Linked DNA regions of Sus scrofa: region 2 is linked to region 1. A link is a contact called in public HiChIP or PLAC-seq data. All regions are on one chromosome and are shown on one strand. The core of a region is the stretch at or near the end of the contact, and the rest is flanking DNA. Distances in the headings are between cores, read along the strand shown.

Region 1 (2,719 bases), core at 71-2,570:
AGCAGGCAATAAGCCTCTGCTGTCATCCAGAGAAGAGACTACCTATTGACAGTATCTCGACCAGGGAGGTAAGCAGTGGCTGTAGTGAGAAGTAGTTGATTTAAAAAAAAAAAAATCACTAATCTCATACCTTCTTGCCACTATTCACTCTAATTCACTCTGAAGATAAATGAACAATTATGTTTCTTTCATAGGATTAACTCCTTCCCTTCAAAAAAAAAAAAAAAAAAAACTCTTAGCTCCCTATTGTCCTCAGGCTAGAGTCCCAACTCAATAAGAAGACTATCACTACTCTCAAATCTATGCCTTGGTCTCCTTTCTGTCCCTCTCCGTTCATTTTCCTCCCCTTTGCTTTTCTTTTCTATTTCTAGCACTTCTTGCCCCACTCCCATCACACCCCCGGTCTCTAAACTATGCCCATACAAAGATCCACTTCTTCCAGAAAGCCCGTAGGAGGTCTCCACTGGGATCTCTCCCTTCTTGAGTCTCCAATTGCACTTGATGTTAATACGCCACAGTGCTCTTATTCTGTTCGTTTGTTTTTAATCCCTACATTTTAAAAAGTACCTAGGGACGTTGGTGTACCAAGTGTAGTGGCCCTGCGTCCTTTCCAAGCACGGGACTGGGCCTATGCTACCGCAGGACTCGCTGCCTCAGCGTGTCTGTGCGCGGTAGTGTCCTAGCCGACCTCCCCTCCTCCTTGGGCATCTGCTCTGCATTAGTCTGTCCCAGGCCTCCGCAGGCGCCGATGATTGAATCATCATCATTAACCAGGGCCTGCCCCCCCCATCCTCGGCGGCAGGGGGGAGAATGGGGGCGGGGGTAAGATCACTACCAAGTCTCTGGGGGTCCCTCCCTCCCTGCCACCCTCTCGGAGATTCCGCTAAGCCCCAGGAAACTCCCAGCTGTGGAGCCGGGAGAGGCCCGCCATCGGGATGAAGCTCCATAAAGCGGACGCGTCAAGCCAAGGAGGGCGACACTTCAAGCTCCCGAGGGGCTTCTTTAGCGGGGACTTCGTCACAAGAGATTGATGACCCTGAGCGGTGGCGGGCAGAGACCGCCGGGCCTTTTGGGGTAGAAGGCGGCAGTTTTTTGCAGGCTCCAAAAGTTAGTCCCGAAGTCGTGTAGGGTCTATTATGATGATTTCTATATGAGGTCAATGAGATAGGACCCCGGCCCACGCCCCCCCTCCCCAAGTACGGATTGAGGAGGGGGAGGGGCCAGTGGGGCTCAGGTGAGCACACGGGGAGAGAGGGGTATGGGCGGGGCCTTACAGAGGGTCAGCGAATCCGAAAAGACCTAAGCTGTCGTTGCGAGGCGACAAGTCCCGCCCCGCAGGCGGCACCGGAAGTGGCAGGCCGGGATCAGCCTTTAAGATGGCGTCTCCTCAGGGGGGCCAGATTGCGATCGCGATGAGGCTTCGGAACCAGCTCCAGTCAGTGTACAAGATGGACCCGCTACGGAACGAGGTGCAGGGGCGGCAGGGTTACCACTGTAGTCGGTTAGCTGTGGGAACCGGGGCCGGCTAGAGGACGGGCGGTGGCTGGCTGGGCGCCCAGTGCGCCTGCGCAGAGACAGGGTGCCCAATGCGCCTGCGCGGTTGCGGTCCGGTTGCCAAACTCCGGTCTAGGACGCCTGCGCATTGTGCAGCCTACGTCTCGTAGTCTCCCTTGGGAAAGGAAGATCGGGCGAGTTGGCTTGAACAGAGCCCCTGCTGTGCGCGGAGCCCTCTGCTGGGCGGAGGGAGAGTGTCAGCCTTGGGGAGCTAATCTGACCGCGCAGGGTGCAGGATTGGAGTGGAGTCTGATGAGAGGCGACTTCCAAGTTGTGAAGGCACATGGGATGGGGTTAGGGGAATGATCGTTGACAGAGGGTGTGTCTGCAGGAGGAGGTTCGAGTAAAGATCAAAGACTTGAATGAACACATCGTCTGCTGCTTGTGCGCAGGATACTTCGTGGATGCCACTACCATCACTGAGTGTCTTCATACGTGTGAGTGCCCTGGACCCTGGCTGGTTCTTCCAGGCCCTACTCCCCACCAAGCTAGCTGCCAGCTGCTTGCCCCAACCACCCAGGAACCCCGCCCAGCCCATGAACCCTATTTACGGAGGGCCTGAGAATCTGCTTTTCTCTTGCAGTCTGCAAGAGTTGTATTGTGAAGTACCTCCAAACCAGCAAGTACTGCCCCATGTGCAACATCAAGATCCATGAGACACAGCCACTGCTCAACCTCAAACTGGACCGGGTCATGCAGGACATCGTGTACAAGCTAGTGCCAGGCTTGCAAGACAGTGAGTAACCAACCTGACTTTGAGAGGCCTCTAGAGGACTGATGCTGGGTGGCAGCTTGAGGTGATAAGGGCTTTGGTAGGTAGAGAGGTTGACAGCTAGAAGGACAAAGAGAGGGAGGGTTTATTTATTTATTTATTTATTTATTGTCTTTTCTAGAGCTGCACCTGTGGCATATGGAGGTTCCCAGGCTAGGGGTCGAATCAGAGCTGTAGCTGCTGGCCTACACCACAGCCACAGCAACGTGGGATCCGAGCCACATCTGCGACCTACACCACAGCTCAGAGCAACTCTGGATCCTTAACCCACTGAGCAAGGCCAGGGATCGAACCCGCAACCTCATGGTTCCTAATAGGATTCATTAACCACTGCACCACGAAGGGAACTCCAAGGGAGGGTTTATTCTTTACTTCCCATATTCCACTCCCTTC
Region 2 (2,788 bases), core at 137-2,636, 43 kb before region 1:
CACCGGGGCCACGCTCACACACTCTGCCAGACGGATCACCTTGCAGTCCAGGCGGCGCGAGCCCCCTCGGCCCCCTCCAGAGCTCGGCCCCTTGTGGTCGAAGAACTCGAGCCGCGCGACGCCGTGGGGGCTGGCCGGGTAGAGCACCGCCCAGGTCTTCCTCCATCTCTGGGGAGACAGAGAGCCGAGGGAAGCTGGGCAGGGACCCGGCAAGTACCCGCGGCCCGGGCCCGACGGGGAAGGAAGGACGCGACCCGAGCCCAGACGGGGAAGGAAGGACCCGCGCAGGCCCATTTCAGGTCTGTGGCTTCCCGACGGCGGGCGAAGTTCCCTAAGGAGGATGCCGCTCTGTCTCCCCAGGACCAGAGGCGGCGTACCCGGAGGCCGGCAGACGCTTCTCCCGAGTGTGTGCAAAACATTTCAGCGGGACCGTCACAGGATCTCTGGCTCCCGGCGCTCCGCTCTATCCCGCTGCCCACCTCCTCCCTCCTGGGCTCAGTCGCCCACCCCTAACTCTGATGGGGGGTTCGACAACCCCTGCCCAGACTACCTTGGTACCGAAACGCTGACTCTGCAAAAACAGCGGCCCTTCCATCACGGCCCCGTCCATGGCCCCCGGCGGTTCCTTCGGCGCTTCCTGGCCCCGCGGGCCCCAGGCGGGGCCGGGCGGAGGGCGGGGCGGGGCGGGGCGGGGCCCGCGGGAGGCGTTCCCGCTCCTCCCCGACCTCCTAGGACCGCGAAAGGGAGGAAGGAGAGGAGCAAGAAGGAAGGGGAGGGGGTACCAGAGAAGCTGCACGGTGCACCACCTCCAGGCCCCTACCCCTATTCCTGGGTGGCTCTACCAAGTGGCTCTCTCAAGAGAAAACTCGTGGTTTCCATCAGAAAGTTCTGGCACCTGGGCTTGGGGACTGTGCGACCTCAGATGCTCAACTTGACTTCGGAATGAAGGCCGTGAAATCACCTCGAAAAATGCCAAAGGGCACACTGGGGCACCGGAGTAACCACGTGGGCCCTCGTGGCCACAATTCCTCCGATGGGACCCATCTCCAGCTAGGTCCGAGATGTGCTGTTTACGACCGGCAGAGCTGGGGATGTGGGGAAGGGCTGGGGACTGGAAGACTTCCCGGAGCGGAGATCCCCGCACGGCACGCAGCCCGCGACGGCCTGCGGCCCCGCGGCCCCTCATGTGCCCAGCTCTCCCGGCCGCAGCTGCCCAGCATCCAACCCCCGGGAAAAGAAAGCTTTATTAAACAGACTGGGAGGGGCGGGGAGGAGGGCGGGAGGGAGGTGGAGCAACAGCAGCGGCCAGCTCTCCAAGGAGGAGGGGGAGAGAAGAGGAGGGAACTGGCCTGCGAGGGATCAAGGGAGAAGGCGGAATGTGGGAGGGCCCAGGGGGACTTGGGAGGAACGAAAGGAGAGGGGGGAGAAAAGGGGGGGATCCAGTCTCCCCTGGCAGAGCACTTTTTTTGGAAGTCCTAGGACTGATCTCCAGGACCAGGACTCTTCTCCCAGCCGCTAGAGCCCCGCTCAGGCCAAGGTAGGGGGAGTCAGGCTGCCGGCAGGATGAAGGGGAGTTGCGGATGGAGAGGATGGTGGAAGGAGCAGGGGAAAGGCGTGATGTGGGATAGAATCAAAGGGAAGCCAACCTACTGAGGGCTCTATTTTTGTCAAAGAAGAGGAAGGCAGGAGGAAAGTGGAGAAAGGAAGCAGGTATTGGGGGGTGGGGTACAGGGTGTTCCAAATAGGGCAGCCGGGAGGGCCCTGAGGCTGGGGGCTCCTCTGTGAGGCCCCATCCCTGGGTCCCCAAGCCAAGATGTGCCCGAACAAAGCTGTCTTGTTGGGTTGTTTGTCTGAGTTGGGGGAAGCATGTTGGGGGTGGGGGGAGCTCCCTGTAGAGGGGCTGTTCTCCGCTCCACACGGAAGGAAAGGCCTTGGCTGAGAAACTGATTGGTGCCCTCGCCTCCGGTTGCCCGGTGATGGCGGTGGCGGTGTTGGCCAGAGGCTTGGACAACCCCACCCCATCCCCCGCAACTTGAGGCCTGGCCCTCCTGGGCCTCTTGACCCTGCAGGGCATGTAGGGTGTGCAGCGAGTTCTCTGATGCATTCTGGTCTTTGCCTGCTCAGCCTGGAATCTGCCCAGAACGGACTCTCTGCCTGGCTGCCATTCAGGGAATGGAGGGTCTCCTAAGCCCCTCCTTGCCTGCCTCTGTCTGACTGGCTGAGTGGGGTCATCTGGGTCCCTCCTGTCTCTGCACGTTGGCACCTGTCAGTCCCCCTCCTCCTCACCTATTGCCTCCTTTTCTCAGCTGCTCTCTGGGTCCCAGGTGCTCTACTGAGCCCCTTCTGGCCGTCTTCAACAGGGTCTCTTTCCACTGTCGGTTTGGTCTCCTTTCATTCTGTTTCCCTTCTCACATCCTGTCTGTCTGGGTCTTCCTCTCAGTGTCTCTTGCTCAGTCTCTCTTTATCTTGACCCGTCTCTGATCTTGGTCTCTAATCTCTGTTTTCTTCTTCTTTTTTTTTTTTTTTGTCTTTTTGCCTTTTGAGGGCCGCTCCTACAGCATATGGAGTTCCCAGGCTGGGGGTCCAATCAGAGCTGTAGCCACCAGCCTACACCACAGCCACAGCAACACCAGATCTGAGCCACATCTGCGACCTACCCCACAGCTCACAGGCAACGCTGGATCCTTAACCCACTGAGCGAAGCCAGGGATCAAACCCGCAACCGCATGGTTCCTAGTCGGATTCGTTAACCACTGTGCCATGACAGGAACTCCTCTAATCTCTGTCT

The links. HiChIP or PLAC-seq counts read pairs in DNA pulled down with a chosen protein or histone mark.
Region 2: an H3K27ac HiChIP or PLAC-seq map of alveolar macrophages shows a contact between it and region 1. The contact joins the promoter of LOXL3 here to the promoter of PCGF1 in region 1. A contact is called at or near these places in 1 of 5 promoter capture datasets (fetal liver), 13 of 47 Hi-C or Micro-C datasets (alveolar macrophages, embryonic fibroblasts, epiblast stem cells and 8 more) and 2 of 2 datasets of contacts at active chromatin or transcription factors (alveolar macrophages and skeletal muscle).

Annotation. Positions count from the first base shown.
Region 1 is chr3:68,539,354-68,542,072 of Sscrofa11.1, forward strand. It overlaps PCGF1 (polycomb group RING finger protein 1), which reads left to right and starts at 1,321. Exons shown (of 9, transcript XM_005674546.3): 1 at 1,321-1,469; 2 at 1,886-1,991; 3 at 2,138-2,290. The coding sequence starts at 1,377.
Region 2 is chr3:68,496,728-68,499,515 of Sscrofa11.1, forward strand. LOXL3 (lysyl oxidase homolog 3) reads left to right here and starts at 1,387. Exons shown (of 14, transcript XM_021087324.1): 1 at 1,387-1,537. DOK1 (docking protein 1) reads right to left here and starts at 647. Exons shown (of 5, transcript NM_001143705.2): 1 at 551-647; 2 at 1-168. The coding sequence starts at 610.